2 separate regions of the Gossypium hirsutum genome follow, and region 2 is linked to region 1. A link is a contact called in public Hi-C data. All regions are on one chromosome and are shown on one strand. The core of a region is the stretch at or near the end of the contact, and the rest is flanking DNA. Distances in the headings are between cores, read along the strand shown. Region 1 has its middle 9.9 kb from the start of LOC107929952. Region 2 holds the start of LOC107929855 (glutamyl-tRNA(Gln) amidotransferase subunit C, chloroplastic/mitochondrial).

Evidence for each region. Hi-C and Micro-C count contacts between places; a contact is called where the count stands out from the background.
Region 2: a contact with region 1 is called in a Hi-C map of leaf, with 3 times the contacts expected there. The contact joins the promoter of LOC107929855 here to the enhancer-like site in region 1. A contact is called at or near these places in 7 of 34 Hi-C or Micro-C datasets (callus and leaf).

The regions. Positions count from the first base shown.
Region 1 is chrA07:2,662,299-2,667,436 of Gossypium_hirsutum_v2.1, reverse strand. No RefSeq gene overlaps it. Among protein-coding and RNA genes, the nearest start is that of LOC107929952, 9.9 kb to the left of the region's middle. Within about 2 kb of position 3,091, at least 4 of the 9 cell types and tissues checked have an H3K27ac peak or open chromatin away from gene starts, as enhancers often do. A contact at or near this core is called in leaf, where this site is marked.
Region 2 is chrA07:2,701,694-2,706,831 of Gossypium_hirsutum_v2.1, reverse strand. It overlaps LOC107929855 (glutamyl-tRNA(Gln) amidotransferase subunit C, chloroplastic/mitochondrial), which reads left to right and starts at 2,453. Exons shown (of 7, transcript XR_005930197.1): 1 at 2,453-2,717; 2 at 2,809-2,849; 3 at 3,170-3,225; 4 at 4,208-4,259; 5 at 4,346-4,431; 6 at 4,564-4,704. It overlaps LOC107929931 (calcineurin-binding protein 1), which reads left to right. Exons shown (of 19, transcript XM_016861476.2): 17 at 1-636; 18 at 844-922; 19 at 1,160-1,537. The coding sequence ends at 1,410.

The DNA of each region.
Region 1 (5,138 bases), core at 1,842-4,341:
ACATGAATATGAATTGACGGACCCGGAAATGTACACTAAAAGTGTACCTCTGAAAATCCATCGAAAATTCTAAGAAATTCAACGGGATAAATATGAAAAAAAAATAAGGAAATGGAAATCATGTATTGATGAGCTCATCAATCATAGCATATATTATTGGTACATGGAAATTATTGTACTAACTTGAATGTTGAGTTTGTGCATGTTAGGGTAATAAAGCATTGAATGGATATATGAATGTTTATTGTATTGTATTGAAAATGTTAGGTAAGTATAATTCTTGTTACATGAGCTTACTAAGCACAAAGTGCTTACCCTGTTTCATTTTCCCCTGTTTTGTAGTGTTAAGAGCTCGAAGGTCGAATTGGGTCGGAGACACATCACACTATCAACCTCAGGATTTCGGTATATAAAGCAACTTTTTTTGGAAATCAGTGGCATGTATAAGCTAATAAAGTAAATGTTAACGTGAAATGAATGTAAAGTTAGCCATTAATATGGTTAACAAACCTGGTTTTAGGTATGTGATGACGTTATCTTATAAATATGCATGAATTTATCTTGAAAATATATTGAATTGTTTGGCTGATGTGAATTGGTCTCGATTTAATATTGCAGGGAAGGTTAGATATTTATAAAGGGGCTATATTGAATATAAAATAAAATCGTAAACCTGGTAATATCTCGTACCCTATTCTAACAATGAATACGGGTAGAGGGTATTACAATTCACTTGACGAAGTATACGGAAATTGACATAAAAAAATATAACACTAATAAATATTAAAAAATTATTTAATACATTATTAATGAAAATTTTAAACTTCAATGACAATTCAAAAAGTAATCCATTCCTTCAAAAAGTGTAAACAAAAACAAACACATGCCAATAATTTTTAATCTTGTAGAAATATAGTAACAATATAAATATTAATTATTATGGATGAAGAAAAACAAACCCTAAAATCGAGTCCTATATAAACCCCTATTGGAAGCTATTTTGATTCACTAAAGTCTTGATTTCCCTTAGGGTCCTTTTGAGTATATCTTCCATGGTGTGAGTAAACAAGGGGCTTAAAATATTTGAATTGATGGGGCACCCAATACAAAGAAATAAGATGAGGAATTCTATCCAAGTGATTAGATTGATGAGGTGGAGTCATTAGAAGTGATAAAAGGAGTCCTTATCTGCTGATGATGGTTTAGTTTATCTCTTCATCAAGAGCCACTTGTATGTGTATGAGATTAGTTAAATTAATCAAAATAATAATAAGTTGATGTGAAAGTTTAATGGGGGAGAGACAGGACATGGTCAACTGCACCCACTAATCTCTTTGGAATAAAATCTAGGGGACTGTTTCTGGTTTCTTCATACTCTTATTTCTTTATTTCTTTTTTATGATTAAAGAGGCCGACAAACAACGTGGACGATACTTCCAACATTTCTTTTCTTTTTCCTCATATTTTCATAATTTATAACTTCAATTTATGTAACACATCACTATATCTTACATTATTTTTACAATATATTTGAAATTTAATATCCGTATTTTTATTTTAAAAAATTTAATGTAGAAAATTTTCTATTAAATTTATTGGTTTAATTTTTAAGTTAAAAAATTAATTTGGTATCCGTATATAACAAAAAAAAGAAGTTAAGGTATTAAATTATGTCAAAACTAAAGTATGGAAGTTTAAAATCTCAAATGTAAGAGAAATGTTAGAGTTATATAACTTGAATCTCGTTTGATCCATCCTGAAAAATACGAGGTGCAACTCACTTGTTAAAGAAATAAAATAAAGATGCAAAATTGGGGGGTTGAAGGTCTAAGGGCCGAATCTTACCGCACAAGTTGAATCCGTATAAAATTATACTTCTTTTATTAGACGAGTTGTTTAACCCTTAAAAACTATGCGTAGCCGCAAACCTCTTGTATTGTTATTTTTCAACATTAGTGAATTTCTACTCCTCTACCCATGATTTTTTTCCAATAAGGGTTTTCGTCGTAAAATCTACACGTTCTTATTTTTCTTTCTTATTGCTTTGCGATCATTCCTATTATCATTATCGACGTATAGTATAACAAAAAGTATAGGATCAAAAATCTCAAAAAAAAAATAGAACCAATATTGTATCATGTAAAACAAAATTCATGACATATTAAATCAAAGTTGGTATATAATTTTAACATTTACTCCTTATTTAGTTTCTAGATTTCAATGGTTAGTTTGTTTTTCATTTTCGACTTTACTATTTTATCTCCATTAAATTTTGTTGCTGAGAACTCCTTGAATATTAATTGAGTTGATTCCTTTATATACACTCAACTTTAGGTTAATAAGATGATCATTCAATTCCTATCTGTTCTCGTTGACTCTTTACATTATTGTTGTTGTTGCTTATAACTTTGTTAACTATACCTATATTTGACTCCACTCAATCTAATCCTAACTTATTATATATATTCACCATCTCAATTACCCATTTCTTTTTTCGAATAAAATAGATATTTTAGATTTTATTTAAAATATTTATATAGAATTTGCTATATTTATAATAGACATGATAAAGTATCATGAAGATTTGTAAATTAAGAGTCGGTTACATTTTGTTTTATCTATTCAATAAATAATAAATTAATCAATGTACATTAGATTAAAGAGTCATTCAATTTTATTTATTTGTACTTTTAAAAATTGATGTGATTGACGAAATAACTAGACAGTGACATTTATCATGCCACATGTACCTCATGCTTAGATACAAAAATTAATTTTTAAGAGCAGAAATAGATAGATTTTTTAATAAGACTTATTTGCTCTTAGATCTAATATACAGAAATTAATCTATTCATTTTTTTACAACCTAACTCGTAGTATAAAGTTCTCTATAATACTTTTATTAATATATTTCATTTTTTTTTCTTTCAAATTATTACTTTCACTTAAATTTGTTTGTAATTTAAAATGGAAAAACCAAAGTTGCAAGCAAAAGGCTGAAAAAGAGAGAGAAAAGAGTAGCAATATAAAGGAGAAGAAACCCTCATGGAGGGACCAAAGTCTTTCCATTTTGGTGGAGTAGAGACCACGCACCTTTTTTTTTTTTTTTTGAAACTGTCTCAAAGTACCCTATTCCTCAACCCCATCATAAATAAATCCAATAAAGTGACCATTTTATTTCCCCACGAAAATATTTATAATAAATGTTATATTTGATTTTTATTGGCAGAAACAAATTTCTGGATATGAACTATGAGATGAGATTCTTTGAGATTTGGCTTAGATTTGAAGGCATTGGTGGATATGTATTCTCCAATACCAATCAGCCCACTGGGTCCACAATCTTTCATCAATTATAGATTTCAACCAATTTTCTTTTATTTTTGGAGCCATATTATTTATTAATAAAAGGTTACTACTACATGTATTCATGGTAGAGTCAGGTTCAAAAATTAATTTTTTTTACAAGCTCGACCTAATTTAAGAAAAGTAAATTTGGACTCAGCCCACTCATATATATTTTTTTAGATTAGTTTTTATTTATCAATATATTTTTGTAAATATGATATACTAATGCACTAAAAAACGCTAAAATAAAAGCTTTCTAACACATTAAAAATATATTAAGAAGTATTTATATTAAAAACACTACCATAAATATAATAATTATTTTATTGTATTAAATATGATTTTTTAAATTTATATTTTAAGTTGGGTAAAGTATTTTTTTTTAGGTTTTAAGTAATGCGTTTAATTATTATTGGGTTTGTGATTTAATATAAATATAAATATATATAATTATTAACATTTAACATATATTATCAATATAATTATTTTTATAACATAACATATTCAGGCCAAGCCAGACTTAGGAAAAAAAAATCTTACCCAAGGTTCGGTCAATATAAAAAACGGGTATTAAATTTTATTTAACCCGTTTTTCGAGTTTCATATTTCTTTTCCAAATCCTCCTGTTTTTAAACAGGTCTGAGTGGACGACCTGACCATGAACAGGTCTAGATGGAACTTAGGAAGATATAAAAGACGTTATCACCTCTTATTGGTTTAATTATTTAAAATTTTAAAAATTTATCATATTTTTTGAATAATTTTATTATAGATTCTGATAATATCTTCATTTTTTTTTTACATAATGCTTAAAACTATTTATAACCTCTTTCTAACCCATAAATAGGAAGATAATACTTTTTAGCGCACTTGAACTTACATCCTCCTGCATTGACAATAATACACATACAAATCGAGTTAAAACTCAATTAACAATATAATTTGTATATTTAAAAGTTATAAAAATATTAATTTTGATAGGGAAAGAAATATGACTACATCAAATATGAGATTCTAAGTTGGTTAAATAATGATTTTCGCCCTTGTACTAAATTCAACTTAAAGACAGGGGCGAAGCCAAGGGGGCAGGCATGGGTCTCGGCCCCCCTAAAATGTAAAATTACATTTTAAGCTCTTAAATTTTTAAAAAAATTTTAAATTAGTAAATAAAAAATTACACTTTGACCCCCTAAAATTATAAAAATTTGATTTAATCCTTTACAAATTATAAAGATATAAACTATAAATAATTAAAATTTGATCTGGCTCCCTAAAAATTTTTTTTGACTTGGCCCCTAGTTAAAGAGTTAGTCTGCAAATCTCAATTTGATATAATTTGTTCTTTCTATTAATTTGCTAAGTAATTTGTATACTCATGCAATACACAAGATAATCATACGTACCAATGTAATTATATTAAATTAATAATTTTATTTTTTTTAATAATTAATTATTGCACTTACAAATTTATATTAAATAAAATCATAATAACACAAATAATTTTATTCCTTACTTTGCAAATACGATATTAAATTGATTATAAATAAATTTTAAAATCATTAAAATAAAAGGAGAATTGAAAAGATATTGTAACATGCAATAAATAATAAGGTTTTAATGAAATTAAAAAGCTGATGATATCATTGTTCCATGGTTTTTTTTTTTTTGCCCTGCAATTTGTGAAAAAATATTTCTATTATTATAATTTTAAAATTTCCATACTAAATTAGAACAATTTATATAAAATAATAATTTTAATGTACTGTTTAGCTTTGGAATCAATTATTTTG
Region 2 (5,138 bases), core at 1,204-3,703, 40 kb before region 1:
AGAAATGGAAAACTGGAAACACTTGAAGCAATAAATGAGAGGATCCGGAAACGGTTCAAGAACCCAAAATTGTCAAATAGTAATTGTGCCAAAGTTTGCAGGCATGCCTCTAGTGCTTGGTATCGTTCTATTATAATTGGCTTGGCATCAATCACTCTGTTGCAATCTGGATTCTCGAATGAGGTTCAAACCCTTAGCCAACAAACAGATGGTGTCGTGGAAAGCAGTCAGCAGCTTTGTGTTGATCTGCAAACACATGAAATATGGAATTCGTCGTTCGAGGACTCAACTCATTTGGAAAGTCTCCAAGCAAAATGGAACCCAACATTGGCAAAAATTAATAATATTGTGATAAAGAAAGCTTCTGATGGAGATTTGGAGACTGCCAACTCTTTGCTTAGAAGTTCATATAATTTCTATCGCGAGAGCTCCTGTGTAATGCTCCCATCCAGTCTCAACCTTTCTTTAGTGCCATCTCGACTAGTAAAAGAAAAGCAATTTCCATTGAGCATGGAAGGGGTTGAACCTCTTGATCTAAGCAATCCAAGGAAGCTTTTGTTGTGGGCTTATACGCTGTTGAATGGCCGCTATGCCAGCATCTCGGTCGTTGTAAAATATTGTGAAGAAAATGCTAAGGTGTGAAAGTTTAGAAACTTTTTTAGATTGCTAGAGCACACAAGATCCTCTTTTTTCTTGGATAGTGCTTTGATTGTACTTGTAGTTCTTCTTCAAGAACGAAAAATGGTATAGGTTTAATGGATTTCACTTTTAAATATCTACTGAAATACAAAACAATTGTTAGCATGAGTAAAACTTACTGATTGGCCTTCTTTTGTTCCACAGTTGAAGATGAAAAGGGGAGCTGCAACTTCTTCAGCACCTCAAAATACGAACACTAGCATTGCTGCATCCAGCCATACAGGTTAACTCTACTACTTGAGCAATCGATTACTTTATTTATTATTTCTTTTCTTCAAATGGTTCGATGTCTAGTAGACCTATCACAGTTAGCATCCATGGAAATGCAGCTTTATTATCCAACAGTTCATTTGAATAGAAGAGATAAATAAACCCCATGTCTTCTTATCTTTATGTTTTACCATTTGAAAACTTGGAGACTACATTCCCCAACTCAATATAACCTCTGATGAACTTCCAGCTGCCAGTAGCGGCAAAGAAGCAGCAAGTCATGGTGGAGGCAGTGAAGCGGAAACAACTGTGGTGACATCGGGGCCACCTGTTGTAGTGTCTGAAAGTGATAGCAGACATTCTGCCAATCCACTTCCATCGTCGAGTGAGGGTCAAAGAAGCTTACTCGTGGCTCCACAGCTTCATCCCTGTAACAACAATGAAGGGGAAAGGGGAAGGAGCAGTGTTGGACACGAAGGAGATGATACTAACAAAGGCTGATTTTGTATAGTGGATTGATTGTTGTAAAAAAAGTGTCATACATTTGTTACAATTGAAACTAAACTGTACTTGGTTGAGTTTCATTATTATAATTGCAAAGAAAACGGAGGGGCAATGGTTTTGCTTAGTGAAATTTCTCAAAATTTAACTTCGTTACAAGTAGTATATGATAAGAAGATGGCACGTTCAATGAATACAAAATAATTTACTTATAAATATAACATGACATGTGATGAGGGTTCAAGACAAAATTATATAAAAAAAATGTTTGGAGTTTAAAGTTAAAATTTTATACTAAAATAGTTTAAATTGAATTTTTAACTTTTAACATGGGTCAAAAATATAGATTTCCTATTTAATAAGGAGATTAAAAAGAATTAAATTAAATTATTAGTATTTAAGAGGAATTAAAATTATAATTGTACCACTGAAATATGATACCTTTATATGTATGTTGTTAAATCTAATGATAAGTTCACAATAATATATATATATATTACAAATGATCTAAAAGAGATAGCGGCTAAAAATTGTGTTGGTATAAAAAAAAAGGACTATGTAGAATGAATCCTTTTTATAATCATCGTTTTAATGCACTTAAATTTATAATTTTTTATACTAGTAATAATGTTATTGCCAATCAAATTAAAATTTAATTAACTTATTTATTAAAATTTTAAATCTTATAAAGTAGTGGTTGTTATCACGACCACGCTTCTCAATAGCATCGTGTCCAAGGTAGGTTTGGGTTTATCTTCCCTTGAAAGTGAAATGATGTTAACAGTGCACTTAACATATTTTAATCTTAAATTTTTTACTCTATTATTTGCCAATCATTGTTTGTAAATCTTTACCAATTCAGTCTGAAATAGTATTTTTATTTAAGACGTGTACAGTGAAATGGATAATTTAGGCATGTTGGGTCAATAAAACCCTTTAAGAATAATATTTTGGGCCGAATAAAATTTAGGCTCAATATTTGCTTCTGGGCCTGAAACCCAAATTAACAAAAGCATTTCACAATTCATGGCGATAACATTGCAGATAAGAGTGGTAGTTACTGTTTCACTTTCTCCAATCCAATAACCAAAGGCATCACAACAATGGGGAGCAGAGCTCTGCTGATGCTCACAAACTTCAATTTTAAAGCCACTGTTTCTTCTTTTGGTTCTGCTTCAAACCCTTTTTTTCTTATTAAAAATAATCTCAGAATCCGAAATTTCTCCACCAAAACAAGGTCTTCTTTGCAGCCACCGGATTTGCCTGGCTTGGCTGAAACTGCTCGAATTTCACTCGCCCCAAATGAGGTTCTTTTTGCCCTATTTTTATTCACTTTCTCATTTATTTATTTATTTGGCTGAAGTTGATTTCTTCAACCCTTTTTTCCTTTGGTTTCAGGTTGAAGAATTTGCTCCCAAAATTGGACAAGTAATAGACTGGTAATTTCTTTTTTTCAATTTAAGTCGAAATTGATATTCGATAAGTAATTTGGAGATGTCCCTACAAACTGGGTGCTGGGTCTTGGGTTTTTATTAATGATTTTTAGCTGTTATTATTTATCAGGTTTTCCCCATTATTCTTGTAAAGATAAAGCTTGTAGAAATACTTTATGGTTATTATGCTCCAAGTATTTACTTATAATCAACGATGTAATCGCCATTTATTAGCTCAGAGGATGTAATTCTCATCACATTACAACTTGAAGATTGGAAAAATAACAGATGAAATTTTCTTTTAAGTTTTGGGTTCTTTATTGCAGGTTTGGGCAACTTCAAGCTGTTGATCTTGACAATGTCGAGCCTGCTATTAGAGCAGGTACTTAGAACTCATTTATATAAATTGGTATTTCTTTCTTGTTTGTTGGTGTTGCTATTGCACTGTACATTTCTGATACGTGTTTGAAGGAGAACTAATCGAGCTTAATTGAGGTATTTATTGACATATCAATGAAAGGTAGTTTTTATACAGTTGCTTGGTTCAATCTTGGCAAAGGTGCAAACCATGCTTTAGGTCCTAGGACTTCTAATAGTCCAAGGCGCAAGGCACAAAAATTGTTCTTTCTCCAGCAAGATAAAGCATGTTTATATATGCACCATGTAAAGTAGATTTTATACGGTTGATTGATTGTCTGTTTTAGTTTTCATGCAGTATTCTTTCTTGTCCTAAACACTCTACAATCTACATGGTGGTCTAGTATTCTTTCCTATAAAAATGTAATAGTTGTAGTTAGGTATCTTAACAAAGCGGGGACTGACAATGTGGAGTGATAGATACAGTTTGTTCTAAATATTAAGCTCTAACAAGGTTTTTCGCCAACTCTATTCTAAATTATGATTTTGGTGCTTCTACTATGCTCAAAGCTGGGATTTACTTGCTATTAAACTATTTGGACTAACTAATCACATTATAGAAGTAGAAAAGTCATATTATGCCAAATTAAAGTCAATATTCCGGAACTTCTTCTTAAAATTACCCTTCTAACTCATGATGCTGATTTATTTTTCTGTGTTAGAAGGGTGTTGTTAAGAAAAATCCACATCATCATTTTAACCAGAATCGTTAACGGTGTTAAATATTTAGACTAACTAATGATATTATAAAAGAAAGGGTCCAAATCATGCCACATTCAAGCATAGTGACTATATCTGAAATTTGAGTTTAGTAGAGGGACTAAGAGCATAATTTGACCCCTGTAAAACTACTACGGATTGAATGTATAATTAATGTGGAGTAATAGATGTGTCTTTTTCTAAATCTTAAGCTCTAACAAGCTTTTTGCCATTCTATTTATTCACAGACACTGAAGGTGATAATTTGCGTGAAGATGTCCCTCAAACATTTGAGAACAAGTGAGCACCTGCACTGTGGTTTCTGAGTTGTAAATTTCCACGGGGTTACTGTCCAGTCATTTTAACTTTGGGTATGTTCTAAACAGGGAAGCGCTTATAGCGTCTGTTCCAAGTTATGAGGAGCCATATATCAAAGTTCCTAAAGTATTGAACAAGGAGTGACACTATTTGGGTACTATATTATACTCAGTTTGGTTCCCAAAGAATTGAATTTCATAAAAATGACCTCAGGTTATCAATTAGATTTGCTTCTCAGGAGCATGATTTCACCACATAATATTCATGCATTGATGTCTCTGTGCAGAACAAGTAGAGCCATTCATACACTTAAGAAAAAGGGAGCATCTTAATTTGCAAGAGAACATTTAGTACTATGAGGAGGGCAGGAAGGAAGCTTTCTCTTGTAACAAATGGATTTTGGGTTTTCCTGATGCTTTCAATGTAGGTGAGCATTTATTTCTGTTGTGTTTTATTTTGCAAGCAAACTGTTGAAATCAGTCATCTTAGGAAAGGAAACTTGATGGCATGTTGTCTCCCAGTTGAGGATTTAATGTAATAACTGGTTTAGTCATGGAGATGACTTTTTCGATCACTTCTTTTTCTTTTTTGATAAAAGGTGGGGGAGGAGTTGTCCAATTGAACGTAGGTCGCAAGTCTTTTGCCACTGCACCACGAGCTCGATTGACAGCTCTTCATGATCTTGAATGTCATTATTATACTGGTTAGCTAGAGACTTATACCGGTGTAAAATTAACATGGTTTTACCCACTTTCATAACTTCTTTTGAGGATTTATGTTTTAACAATCCAATTGTCACAATTCATGTTCCATTATTATAGGACATGTATGTCAAGTTTGGAGTAAAAAAAAAATATTAAC